2 separate regions of the Mus musculus genome follow, and region 2 is linked to region 1. The links are chromatin contacts, called in public promoter capture Hi-C maps. All regions are on one chromosome and are shown on one strand. The core of a region is the stretch at or near the end of the contact, and the rest is flanking DNA. Distances in the headings are between cores, read along the strand shown.

Region 1 (7,068 bases), core at 1,879-4,378:
AGCTCCATATCCACGTAATGATAGTATTGTTCTAGCTGGTGCATCATGGGCACTTGTACTGTGGTGCTCTTGTCCACTGAGAAGTTGGAACTCTCTTCAGTTTTAGATACACGGAAAGGATTTGCCCACTGGGCTTAAAACACAGAAAGAGGAGAGATGTTTCTTTGAAACCATTAGTCATTCAGCTAATAATTAATACTACCTACTCTTAACCAGTTTCCCAAGAAACTACAAGTGACTCACTGAGTATCAGAGAAAAAAAGTCAGCTGACGTATTCATCTGGCTACAATATGGGAAAACCAGAAGTCCTTTTCAATGCTGCTGGACCTCAGAGTCAGTTTTAGAAACACTATACTTTCTACACCCACCTGAAAGAGAATCTCCTTCCATGAAAAGATATATGAGTGTCCAGAAAAATGGGTGAAATTAGAAAACACTATTCTGCCATTTTAAGTATATATAGGTATGTGACTAATGCCAAAAAGTCCACTCATCCAAACTTAAAAAAATCAGGATCTATACAATCAAGAGGAACCATGATGCTTAGAGCTTCAGCTTTAGGTTTAGGCAGTCTTGCTTGGAAGGATAAGCACTGAAAATTATTAATGGCATGTTTTTGTAGCATAATCTTTAGCACATAGTAGGTACTTAATATATGTTACAAGGTATTTTTGCAGTGTATCCAAATGTACACAGGAAATAAGGATCATATTATTCTTACATAGAAATTCAGTTGACTTCCCAAGCACAGGTTTTTCCCATCTCATTAAATATATTACAAACTGTAATTATGTAGCCTGATAGGATCAGGACATTCATAACATTGTCAACCACATCTCTAAAAGTTTTATCTCCCTAGAAATTTCCTGAATTCATATGTAGAGCTGTGTGTCATCCTGGAATAATCCAATACAATGCACAGATAGGGGCCAATAGTGAAAAATCACTGTGATACATGGGACAACTCTTGACACCTTACCTCTGAAATGAATATAGTTCACCAGAATCATGATAATATTCAGTTTGAGGCCTTGAATTAAGCCTACAATTTTCCCTTTGGTTTGCTTCTCCACATAACTGTTGATCTTGTGCTGGGCTGCAGAAACATTGGAGAAGTCAGTAGAAAAGACTTCAGTTTCATAGAGGGTCTTGACATCATCCAAAAACTTTGCCAATGGTTTCAGCTGCTGTCCAATGAAAACTGCATTTCCCATCTGCAATTCCAGTTCATTCTTTGGGAAATTCAATGAACAGATCAAATGTTGGAAGCCCTGTTGTAATTCTGTCACGGGAGTATCTGTGAGGTTAAACCCCAACACCTCCAGAATCTGTGTTTGGGTGCTAGAGCCAGATCCAAAAGAAAGCATGGCTAAAGCAACAGATATGCTCACAGGGGAGAAGAAGATGTTCAAATCTGGGTTCTCCACAGAGAGCCTCCGATACAGACTGAATGCAAAGTCAGCATTGATAGATGGCATCTTATAGAGAGTGGCATTTTGTTGGGGCAAATGACAGGTCGTTACTTTGCCTTCAGAGCTGTTATGTGGTGCACAATGGATTGTAGCCTGAAGCCCAAATACCAAGACAAACAGATAGAAGAACACTGACATTCTGGAATGAAGATGATCTACAAAACATGAAGTGAGATAACCGTTGGGAGGGGGTGTAGACATATGAAACAGTTTCTGATTCAGAGAAACATAAGTCACCCACCTTGATTTATAAAACTAAAGCAAGTATTTGATGGTGTGTTCAGCAAGAAATAAGGAGCAGTAGTCTCTCTCCTCACTAAAGACCAGTGACATGTCTACTAGGAAGAAAGAGTAGGAGAAATAGATTGCCTGGGCAACAGATATACGATGTCATGAATTCATTACCATGTAGTAACAACACGTGAAAATACTGATACTAATTTACATTCCTGGAAAACAAATTGCTTGTCATTTGAACTAAAGGCAGTTTATGAGTGTGACGAATCATTAGGCAGAACAAGCACTCCCTCTATTTATGTTACATGCACATTAAAAGTCTGGTTAGTGTGTATGTCAATTTTAAATGGATGTTTTCTTAAGGTAACATTTCTGAAATGACAAAATGAGAACAACCCCTACAAGAAATGACTAGTTGGGCTGGAAGAACAATAGTTTATCAAGTCATGTACAACATAACAAACCAACACTCATGCACCTGTGCAATGTATGGGAGCCACAAGAGTATTTTTCAAACAAGAGGAAAATGAAAGTATAACATTCATGTTTTAGAGACTTCATTCTTTTAGTACCAACTGAAGAGTCATTTCTCACTTCTAACAGATCTTATTCTTCTGAGTATGCATATCTTCTTGGAATTATTAGTTTTCTAAGCATAAAACAGTACAAAGAAACAAAGAGCCAGATGTAGAGACACAATAATCATACACCAGTAGTTTAAAAGAAGAGATCCATGGGGCCAGTATAAGACCCCTTCCTAAGACTGTCATGTTCTTTATGAGTAGCCTTGTCCTAGGTATAAACTGCTATAATATAGAAATCCTCCTAATCCATACTGTCTTACAAAATCCTTACTCATCTACCCAGTTGCTATTTATCCACTAGGACTTCAGCCTCCTTTGGAATATATGTTTCCAAATGTAAACACCTTCTCTCTCTTAACTCCACGAACCTACTCCTTCATTTTCAATCCATATCTCAATATACTCCACCACTGTTTATAGACAGACCCAGATCAAAAGGGCTTGCTTTGTTTTTGTTCATCACCTCTAATGGTCATGATGACCAATGGATACTGCCTAAATACATATGAATTTCTTTTCACTCCATCTCTACAGTCACTTGCCATTGCCTAAGCTTAAGGCCTTAATGAATTTATCAGCTCCTAGCAGGACAGAGGGCCTCTTATCCTCTCCAACCTTCCTTCGTCCACTCTTAGGTCAAATCTCTACTTCATCACCAGAGTACTCTTCCTATCAAAGTCATTAAGGCTGGTTAGAGGGTCAATTATCAGATGAGCACTCTTGCCTCCTAAACAAAATCACAGGTATTTGGGCCTCTGACTTGTTAGCAATGTTCAATGTTCCCAAGGAGAAAAACTACTTACAGCACATGCCCAAGAAGCCACTTGCATCTCTCAGATAGCAACACCATTCAGTCTTTATAACATGCCCTCTATTGCAAAACTAGAGCATTCCTGGTTACAAATTAACCATGCCATGAACTCTGGGATGACATTTGCAAAGCTGATGCACAAAACAAAGACCAAGTGGAAAAAAAAGGGCTTAAAAATTAAGGTTTGTACTCTGGGTAAAATTTAGATAAGATTTGGCTTCTGCATACATACTTCATTCAAAATAGTTCTTCCTGTCAGTGTTAGGCCATGATTACATTTGAGAAGAAGGTTTACAGACAAGAGACTTGGGGACTCTTTTGAATTGGTGTTATAGGATGGTTTGTGTATATGTGGAGAACATGTTGTCGAAACTAGGCTTTTTAGTGCTCAAAGGGAAACGCGTCATTTCTTCTGATCACTAAAATCCACTACACCTCCCCCTAACCCAAGGACTCCAAAATATAGTACAAATGGGGCCAGGAATGTGGAATTAAGACTACTAGCTTCTTACTGAGATTGGCTGTGTGCTAAATACAAAGAAGCAGATGAGACAAACAGATTTCATTCAGAAACTCCAGTTTAGCCTCTGTCACTTTCTAGGTATAGTGATACTGATAAAAGTGACTTCTCTACTATTTGACCATGCACAGGACAAGACACAAAGTATCTGATTTCCCACATGGCTACCTCAAGAACTACCTTAAGGGACAATTTGTTAATCAAGGGAGTAGGGAACTATCTGGGCTAGTTCAAGTTAATGCTACATATAGTTTATGGAAGGACTTGAAATCTAAAATAAATATGAAACACTTAAACTTAACTCAATTGGGAAGACACTGGGGGTGGTGTAGAAAAGAAAGTGGGGTCAGTAAGGGTGACTATATTATGTAATTTACATTTTCAATCAAATACAGTAAAGCTCTATAGTAACAAAACACCAGATTGAGCACTAGGGTTTTAAAGCTTAATACAGCGCATTCATACTTCATCATAGTGGTCATTATGATCTCATGACCCCACTTCCCAAACTCAGTTGGTCACATCTCACATACAGGATGGTCACTGGTCCCAGAGAAAGACCATACCAAGTTTGAGTCTCTTGACTTTTAGTTCAGTTAGAATTCTACCCTAATAATACAACATATTTTCTGTTTTCTCAGATGCTGTAAGATCCAGTAAACCCTTGGAGAAGACACAAGGTAAGAAAAGAAAATTCTAAACCTGTGCCCTCTGGTGGCATATTTGGACAATGGCATAGGTTCAGGTTTTCAATGAAAATTAACTTAAGGAATCAGATGGGACACACACACACACACACACACACACACACATATATATATATATTCATACATATATACATACTACATACACACATACATATACATACTTACCTACTGGCATACATACATAATACATACATACATACAAACATACATACATACATACATACATACATACATACATACATACATACTAGGGAAACAGAGGCAGGAAGATCAAATTATGAATTTTAAGCCAGTGGGTTACACAATGAGACAACAGCTGAAAACTAAAACAACCAATTTTTAAAAGAACTTAGTCAAGTACACACCAAGCACTGACTTGATCCCTCCTAAGGAAAGTGGACAATAGTCTAATACCAAACCTTACTTCACAAAGTTCCCAGTACCTCTACTTGATGAAGACCAAGCTTTCAACACATGAACTCTTAGCAGACACATCAAAACCATACTGAAACTATACAAAAATATTGTTCAGAAGCTCATTTCACAGTGCCTACCTTACCCATTCTGAGATTTCAAAAACTCCTAATTCTTTTCCATTTCATCAGCAGAAATTGGTTTCTCCTCTCACTGAAATATACAACCTATACTTCTGCTTTCAGCAAACACATTCTTTTGTTAATTTTTTTATTCTTTTATTCTTATTTTACAGTCCACTCTTCATCCCTCTCCCAGTCTACCCCCTGACGGCTCCCCATCCCATACCTCCTCCTCCCTTCTTTAAGAGGATGTACCCATCCTCCCACCCTCCCACCCCTGACCCCTCTACCCTCCTACCCCTTCAGACCTCCCCACTCCCTGGGGCCCCAAGTCTGTCGAGGGTTAGGTATATCTTCTCTCACTGAGGCCAGACCAGGCAGTCTTCTGCTGTATATTTGTCGGGGGCCTCATATCAACTGGTATATGCTGCCTGACTGGTGGCTCAGTGTCTGAGAGATCTCAGGGATACAGGTTAGTTGAGACTGCTGGTCTTCCCATGGGGTCACCCTCCTCCTCAGCTTCTTCCAGCTCTTCCTCAATTCAACCACAGGAATCCCCAGCTTCTATCCAGGTGTTGTCCTGGTTGGGTATCTGCATCTGACTCAGCTGTTTGTTGGGCCTCTTGTAGGGCAGCCATGCTCGGTGCCTGTCTGCAAACACACCATAGCATCAGCAACAGTGTCAAGTCCTAGGGCCTCCTCTTGAGCTGCACCCCAATTTGGGCCTGTCACTGGACAGGTTCTTTTCCTCTGTTTGTCTCTGTGGTTCCTTTAGACAGGAACAATTCTGGGTCAGAGCTTTTAACCATAGAATGGTAAACCCATTCCTCACTTGATGCCCTGTCTTTCCACTAGAGGTAGACTCTACAAGTTCCCTCTCCCCACTATAGGATATTTAATCTAAGGTCTCTCCTCTTATAATTATATTTAGCATAGTTTTAGCATTGTGTTAAGCTAATCTCAATAGCACAGTGACTAGAACATAACTTAAAAGTGTTACCATTTCAATTAATTCATTAAGATCCCAAATTATGTACATTAATTTTGATAAATACCCTAATTTGTTGCCATACAATACCTTCCAAATTTTATTTTATAAATGTTTAATATTTATTCAGTTACTTTCATGCTTACACTTCTCCTCCTGGTTTCATTTGATATTTGACCTCCCAAATAGTCTAAGAGAAAGAATGGGACCTCATTGTGTATATAGATGTAGAGAAAATAACAGGTATGGAATGGTAAGAGAAGCAAAGTAGCTTCCTTCTGGTTATATAAGGTTTAAAGGTTTGTAAGTCCTGGGTCTTTAAGCAAAGGAGAAACAGCTTCATGAGACTAAGAAAAAGATTGTGACTGCTAAAAAGGGAGCCTCAGTAATTTTCTCAGTGAAGGTTATATAGTTCTTCCAATGCTTTCATTCATGATTTCTTAGGGTTTTTTTGTTTGTTTGTTTGTTTGTTTAATTGACTAACTTTGATAAAAGTGACTTATCAATTCTGGGAAAAAATGAGCAGCTTTGGAATTTGGCAATCCCCATGATCAAATCCTGAACATATACTTTGACTTCCAGGTGCAATCCAAGAAATTCCACTTGCCTAGTATTATATGACTTGAACACTTGAGCCTAGAACCTCAGGGTTTTGACATGGTTAGAGTTAATTGTTAACTTGGCAAATGTTAGATCAGCTGAATGCTAGATCAACTGTATGTAATAGATATCCTGGACTGTCAAGCCAAGCATGAACATGCATGCATTCATTGCTCTCTTCCTGTGTGTGTGTGTGTGTGTGTGTGTGTGTGTGTGTGTGTGTTTTATTAGACATTTTCTTCATTTACATTTCAAATGATATCCCAAAAGCCCCCTATACCCTCCCCCGACCCTGCTCCCCAACCTACCCACTCCTGCTTCCTGGCCCTGGCATTCCCCTGTACTGGGGCATATGATCTTCACAAGACAAGGGGCCTCTCCTCCCACTGATGGCCTACTAGGCCATCCTCTGCTATATATGCAACTAGAGACACAGCTCTGGGAGGTACTGGTTAGTTCATATTGTTGTTCCTCTTATAGGGTTGCTGACCCCTTTAGCTCCTTGGGTACTTTCTCTAGCTCCTTTTTTAGGGGCCATGTGATCCATCCAATAGATGACTGTGAGCATACACTTCTGTGTTTGCCAGGCACTGGCATAGCCTCACAAGAGAG
Region 2 (7,068 bases), core at 1,833-4,332, 700 kb after region 1:
CCTTTTCCCTTCCCTTCCCTTCCCTTCTGATCCCTTCCCTACCCTACCGTTCCCTACCCTACCCTTCCCTTCTCTTTCCTTCCCTTCCTTCCCTCCAGGTGCCTTAACATTGCTTGGAACTGGTGTTGGTGTCTTTGAAAACTCAAAAGGCCCAGAGGAGTGACTGTGCTCTTCTATAAGGGCATCCTTCCTGCTCTACTTCATGAGGGCTTCAGAAATCAAGCCTCCCTATTCCCTCCCAGGCCTGAAGAACCTCCTACTGTTGGCACAAGAGCAGCCCAGACGAGAGCATGCCAGAGGCCTAGACTTGCAGGCCAATCAGGAAAGCCAGGGGGGAGCTAGACAGCCTGAGGACACTGGTTTCAATCCAGAAAAGCTGTGTCTGGAGACTCTTTGCGAATCGATGCCCTTGGAAACGTGCCAAGTATATCTGGGATTGCTTCAATTTGGACAGGCCGAGTGTGGGTCAGGGGAATGAGCTGTGGCCTTATGTGTTGTGGCCTCTGATACCCCCATACACACTTCTGGTTCATTCTCATTGACATCTTTGTCTTCATCTTCCTCTTCTTCTTCATCATCTTCCTCCTCCTCCTCCTCCTCCTCCTCCTCCTTGTCTTCCTCATTGTCTGCACTGTCAGAATCCTCATATAAATTGATGGTGGCCTGGACAGGGAAGTTGTTTAGTAATATCTCCCCAGCACTGTAGAGGTAGTCAAAGGAGTGGGACTTGGGCCAGTAGAGCCTGTGGACAGAGAAGAAACAGGGCACCTACCTTAGGCAAATCTCAAATGCAGAAGGGCCAGTAGGGCCAAGAAAGAAGCCCAAGCCAGTCACCAGCTGCAGTGAAAGGCTGAGAGGGAAGAAGGAGCTTTAGCAGAGAACCTTTACAACTGCTACAAAATGGTTCCCGGAAGGGACATCACCTCTGACAGGCCTACCACTGTGGTACAGTGAGTCACCCCAGAGCCTCACAACTCTAGTGCCAGCCTCACTAACAGTTCCGTCATTCCAGTGCCTCTTTTCCTACTAAGGGATCTTTCATTGGTTGGAATCACAGGATTTCGTTCTGAGAGCTCAGGGACAGGGAGGGCCTCAGGGGCAAGTCACTTTGGCCTATTAAGTCGCATGGCCTCTTTCCTCCTGCATCATGGCCTTGTCATGAGCGTATGCAGTGCTTGTGGCTATTTGTCATAGTCTGAACTTGAACGCCAGAAGCTTACCTGACCGGGTGATGGAAGTCAGAGTCAGTCTTGGCAGCCTCAGCCGCTGTCGCCCTATTATCAGCCTGTCCAAAGCAAAAGCGAGCATGTGGCTTAACTGCCTCTCCCATAGAAAAGTCAGAAACCTGCAGGTTCTGACAATCTCCATGCTTTAGGCATGCCTTGGGATCCAGCCACCTCCCAGCCCTGCCCTACAGCAAGGGGTCTGTCTTCGAGCTGGTTGAAAACAAGTCCTGGGGGAGTGTTTTCTTTCAGTGCCCATTTGGAGGCGATACAGGGGGCAGAGTTCTCTTAGAGGACAAAACATTCAGGGAGAAGAGTAAGTAAGCTCTGAGGCAAGGCACCAAGGGACCTGAATCCCAGCACCAGCTCCATACATAATACACTGACTGCGAGTCCAGCCCAGGTCCCTTACCCACGCTATGCTTTGATCTCCTAGTCTCATTTGTCATGGAAGCTTTGGTCCTGCCTTCCTCCTAGAGCTACTGTGGGGATGAAATGTTAGCAGAGTTGGCAAAATGCCTTCCCAGATTGTCCATCCTGGGACTGGGGTCAGGGGATTTCTGAGAAGGGACATGGCTGTAAGTGTCTGTGCAAACATGTCACAGGGCATCAAACTCACCCAGTCCACCAGACTCCTCGCCTGCCTTGGCTGGTCGTTTATAGAGGACAGCCAGGGTCTCCAAAGATAAGCTGCCCTGTGACAAAGAGATAAATTGGTACAAGATGTAAACACAGGCTTCCTCTGAAGGTTTGACTCACAAGCCATGTGCTCCAGGACTCCTCTGGTTCCCTGACAACTGAGCCAAGTCTGGGACAGATACCCTTCCTCTCTGCTCCAACAATGTCATCGCTGCTCTTACCCCACTGCTTTGTCATTGTCTGATGGAGCCCTTCTAAGATGAAAGATATGTATGGGCACATTTGCCCCTAGCCAAGCCCTAGTACATTACCTTGTGCAAGGAGTGGCTTGAGCAAATGTTGATTGAATGTGAACATGAAATGTTTGGAAGAAGAGAATGCCTGCTGTATAGGGAGGATCTATCTTACTGCCAGCTTCTGATATCAAAGAATTGAGAACAGAACCCTGCCATCTTCCTAATTAGAGAAATGGTTTCGAATACTCCTGGGCCTGTTGCTTCTCCTCTAGACTCTCAGAGACAAGGAAAAGGAAACGTGGCATGCTCAGGACAGAGGCAGCAACCCCCCCCCCCAACAAAAGGCCTCTTCAGACTTTGGCCCTGTCACTCTATGTTACCTGCTACCATCTGGGTCCCATAGTCCAGGTTGCGTTAAGCCTAGCTTCCACAGTAGCCTCTCCTGTTCCCTCAGTGAATTGTATGGACTCCCTATGAAGCTCAGGCTACTTGGCTTCCAGCTTTGGCAATGTTCTCTCTCTCTCTCTCTCTCTCTCTTTCTCTCTCTCTCTCTCTCTCTCTCTCTCTCTCTCTCTCTCTCTCTCTCAGCGCCCTTCCCCGTCACCTGGAATGATACGTGAGGCAAACTATTTCCAGCCAAAGGTATAGAAGAAGGGCTGAGGCTCTCTGTTGTCTCTCCCCTTCAAAGAGAACCAGACACCACCATGGGCGTCACACCTTCTCCTGCCCGCAGCTCCCTAAGCCTGGGTTCAGACTGTCAAAGGCTAAGTTGCACTTACCGTTCATTCCTAGCACCTTCTTGTCCATTGATTTGTGCTAGGGCAGGGGCTTGGGCCAAGGCCTGGCCAGGGAGGGCAGCAGCAGGGTCAGCAGCAGGGTCAGCAGCTGGGGCAGCAGCAGGGGCAGCAGGAGGGGCAGCAGCAGGAGAGGCAGCGGGGTCCATCCTTGGGACACCAAGCCAGACAGCTCTTCCAGTTCTCAGAACCTTCAGCACTCTTTTGGCTTTTCCCCTAGAGACCCTTTTATAAGCCCTGCCTTGACTCATCAATTATTCAGGCAATGCAAGGATGGGGGATGAGGGATGCTGGTAAAGATCTAGGGAGGGGGATCTTGGAGAGAGAGCTGTGTTCTTGGGTGTGAAATCTCTCCCAGTTGAGTAAACAGGGTCTGGGGAGGAGGTGAGGGGTCTGCTACAGCTCCAAGTCAGTAAGGAAAATAAAGAAGGGATAAATCTCACACCATTTGTGTGAATTCCCCAGGCAGGATCAGGACCCAAGGTGGGAAGGAGGGGCTCTCATTAGTACCCAAAGGCAGCCAGGCTTGTCTGGGACAGAAGGCTGAATACAAGAGCCTTTAGCAAAGCTGGTTCCCAGTGAGAAAAGAAGAGTGACAGACTCACCAGCTCTTTCAGCTCAAATCCCAAGGAGATTTGCCAGGTGGTCCCTGATACGGGGTCACTGCCACGAAGTATGTCATGTGGCTTAGGATAAAGAAGGGTTCTGGGTGGGGCCTGTCCAGTCTCCTGCTGGGCAAACCTCAAGTCATCTTTTCAATTCCCTCCCCACCCCTCTCCCTGCTCAATTGACTTGCAAAAGTTCCTAAAGCCCCTCCACCGCCTCCGCAGAGAGTGGTGTGGTGTGGGGAGCAGAGCGGGCCCAGGGAGTTTGCAGGGCAGATTCCAAATGCCACAGCTCAGTTTCTAGTTTAGGAGCCCAGGTGCTGGAGACTAGAAGGGTTCTGCCCAGCACTGGCTGGCCAAAGGACCATCCCAGGCCTCATCTCACGTGAGACGAGGGTGCTGGCTCAGTGGGTCCCCAAGGCCCTGCCAACCTGAACCCTCTGTGACAAAGAGCTGGGTAATGACTAGTGACCCTAGAGAGCCAAAAGGTTTGAGGCAGAGTCCTTGGCATTAGCCAGCTTTTGGGCCTTTGCCAAAACGCTTCCAGTTACAACAACTGGCAAGCACTTCATGCTTAGAGGTTTCAAAAATATTTCTCCTGATCTCAGTGGCCAGCACCTGCCCAGACTTAGTGTCTCAAATATTCATCACAGCCTGGCTTGTAATGGTCAGAAATTAGAAACAACCTCAGTGTCCAATAATAGGAAACCCATTAGATTTATTAATTGTGGCCAATCTTGTAATCACATACTAAGCAGATAGTCAAAATCATGTCATCAATGCACAAGCTTGTGAAAGCTGGATGCTAAATGCTGTGACGAATTTTGTCCATGGGTTTCTTATGGAGACCCCACTGATCGCCACTCAGCATGACTTCCGACCTTATTCAGATCTGTACAGCAAAGAAAAAAAAGTTAAGGACAGAGCTAAAGATATGGCTCTGTGGTAGAGCAAACACACAGCAGGCTTCAACCCCTATTCCCAGAAAGAGGGAAAAAAAGAAAAAAGAAAGAAAACGACTTCATATTAAAACTGTCCTGGTGGAAGAATGTTCTGGTGGAAGAATGCGTAAACAGCCAGTGTGTTCAAGAGTGAAAAACATCGCAAGTTTCGAAAATATCCCTTAGGATAATCCCATTTGATAAGGAAAAAATGTGGAATGTACAGAATGCACAGAAAAAAAATTAAAAAGTTAGAGGGAAGGATGCTGCAACTGTTGGCTCTGGGAGTAAGAGAGTAAGGCGAAGTTTTACCTCCTTTATTATATCATGATGTTTTGAAACAATTTCCACCCAAAAAGTATAAATGAATGAGAACACAAAGTTGAGTTACTATGGACGTGGGGCTGATCTGGAAGGCATGGTGAATATAGGCTGCATAACTTCTCAGTTCATGAAAAACATGACATTTATGTTTTTACAACACAAATATGTTCTTTATCCTTTCTTTTACCTAGAAGAAAACTGAACAGCATTTTCTGCTGTGCATTCTGTACATTCCACATGTTTTCCTTATCAAAACGGGTTAGTTCTAAGGGATATTTCTCAACCTTATGCTTTTCACTCTTTTTTTTTTAGTTATTGATTTTTTTATTAGATATTTTCTTCGTTTATATTTCAAATGCTATCCCCAAAGTCCCCTATATACCCTTCCCCTGCCCTGCTCCCCAACCCACCCATTCCCACTTCCTGGCCCTGGCATTCCCCTGTACTGGGGCATATAATCTTCACCAGACCAAGGGCCTCTCCTCCCATTGATGGCCAACTAGGCCATCCTCTGCTACATATGCAAGAGAAGTTCAAATATATATTGAATACATATCCAAAGAATATATATTAAAAACAGTATACATTATCTGTTTTAACTGATGAATAAAACTGTATATATAAAACATTTATCCACAAAACAAGAAATTTCTTGGGGTTGTGGCAGCCATTTTGAAATACCTGAGGATTGGACCGCACTGAATTATACTTGTCCTGTGTGACTTCAAAGACAGAGAGGCCCATTGATAGCAGCTAAAGGAAGACTCGTTTTGGCTTAATCTAAGTAAATTGTTTTTTAACAGTTCAACCACCTAAGGGCCTGGCACTGTATGTTCCATCCACAAACAGAGGTTTATTATAGGAAGTGAAATGAGCCCAGTGGGCTACTCTACCTAGGACTGGGCCAAGCTCTCTGATGCTGCATTTTAAGTTGGAGCTGGATGCTGGCTCTAAGAGGGAATGCTATCCCCAAATTTCTATGGAAATTTGCTAAAAGGAGGGATGAGACTGAGAGAACGAAGGACGAAAGCCAAACAGACTGGGCTGAAAAGAGACAGCATGCAAAATCGGACAGAACCCAAGGCATATTATTACCCCCTGGAATCTTTTTGACCTCTCTCTAGGTGACCTCTCACCATCCAAAAGAGGTCAGAGGGAAGGCGAGGGGAGCACGTATTTCTCTGGAGGTCCCAGGTCATTTCAACCTGACTTAGTTATGTCACTCACCATGCCACCATTGACCTTAAAAACTGTATCCCTTCAGCTAGTCCCTTCCCTCCCCAAAGCAGGCTTCATGGATCGCCTTCTACTCAGCATCCAGCATGCTCACCTAACTCCGAGGGAGCCTTCTGCCTGTCTCCCAATACACCTGCTCTGACACTCCCTCAGCCGTGGAGGAGACAAAGGCACTGGCCCCAGTTGTTGGATTAGAGGCCTGTTGCTGAACAGAAATAATCAGAGCCTGACTGCTCTCTCTTGTAGTTAGGACAGAACAGGAATGAGCAGGTCAAAATGGTGGCGGGAAAGATCAGCCGAAGCCAAACAGGGCAACTACTAATAAAGACAATTAGATGACACCTATTTTTCTCTATCAACTATAGTGTGCAGGCTTTTGTCAGTTATTGTTTCCTCAGACTTTCCTGAGAAGAATCCTAGCGCTCTCTGGGCCCAACACTTTGTTAAACATTGCTTGGCAAAGAGATAGGCTAGAAAGAGGAAAGTGTTGTGGCTCCTGCCCCAAAAGGCTCACAGCTTAGAGGGTGGAGGAAAACCAATTAGCCTCTGCCAAACCGGAACCCCTCCACCAACCTCAGACAGGTTCCCTTGTCAAGGCCCCAGAGCAACCTCCAAGTGTCTCTGGGCCTCATTCCAAATTTCCTTCAGCAACCTACCATGTTCCTGCCCCACCCTTCTCCCTGCTCAGAACAACTTCTCCTCCTACTTCCCTGAGAAAACAGAGGCCTTCAAGGATGGATTACCTCAGTGCCCTGCCCAACCCCCAAAACTGACTTGCCTCTCCAAAGTCCTTCCCTCCCTCCACCCTGTCCTAACAGTGGACAAGGTGCCCCTTTTGTTAAAGGCTAATCCCTTCTCTCCTGAGCCTTGGCCTTATCCACCCTCCTCTGTGCTCTCCCTCCAGGACAGTATCCTCCTTCCCTACAGCAAAACCCAGGTTCCCTATACCAGAGTGTTAACTGCCTGTTTCTGTGACTCCCTAAAACAAGGGAGCTCCCTCCCCACAAGTCCGCTTACTCCCCTAATTTACTCTTTCCCTCCATCTCTTTCTCTCCCCACCTCCTTGTCAT

Evidence for each region. Promoter capture Hi-C pulls out the DNA fragments that hold promoters and counts their contacts.
Region 2: a promoter capture Hi-C map of liver shows a contact between it and region 1. The contact joins the promoter of Ripply1 here to the promoter of Serpina7 in region 1. A contact is called at or near these places in 2 of 39 promoter capture datasets (both in liver).

What each region holds. Positions count from the first base shown.
Region 1 is chrX:139,082,091-139,089,158 of GRCm38.p6, forward strand. It overlaps Serpina7 (serine (or cysteine) peptidase inhibitor, clade A (alpha-1 antiproteinase, antitrypsin), member 7), which reads right to left and starts at 3,129. Exons shown (of 6, transcript NM_001382372.1): 1 at 3,098-3,129; 2 at 1,715-1,808; 3 at 981-1,628; 4 at 1-133. The coding sequence starts at 1,611. 4930513O06Rik (RIKEN cDNA 4930513O06 gene) reads left to right here and starts at 4,153. Exons shown (of 4, transcript NM_029174.1): 1 at 4,153-4,305.
Region 2 is chrX:139,779,271-139,786,338 of GRCm38.p6, forward strand. Ripply1 (ripply transcriptional repressor 1) reads right to left here and starts at 3,083. Exons shown (of 4, transcript NM_001037915.2): 1 at 2,878-3,083; 2 at 1,843-1,918; 3 at 1,221-1,285; 4 at 411-742. The coding sequence starts at 3,041. The coding sequence ends at 442.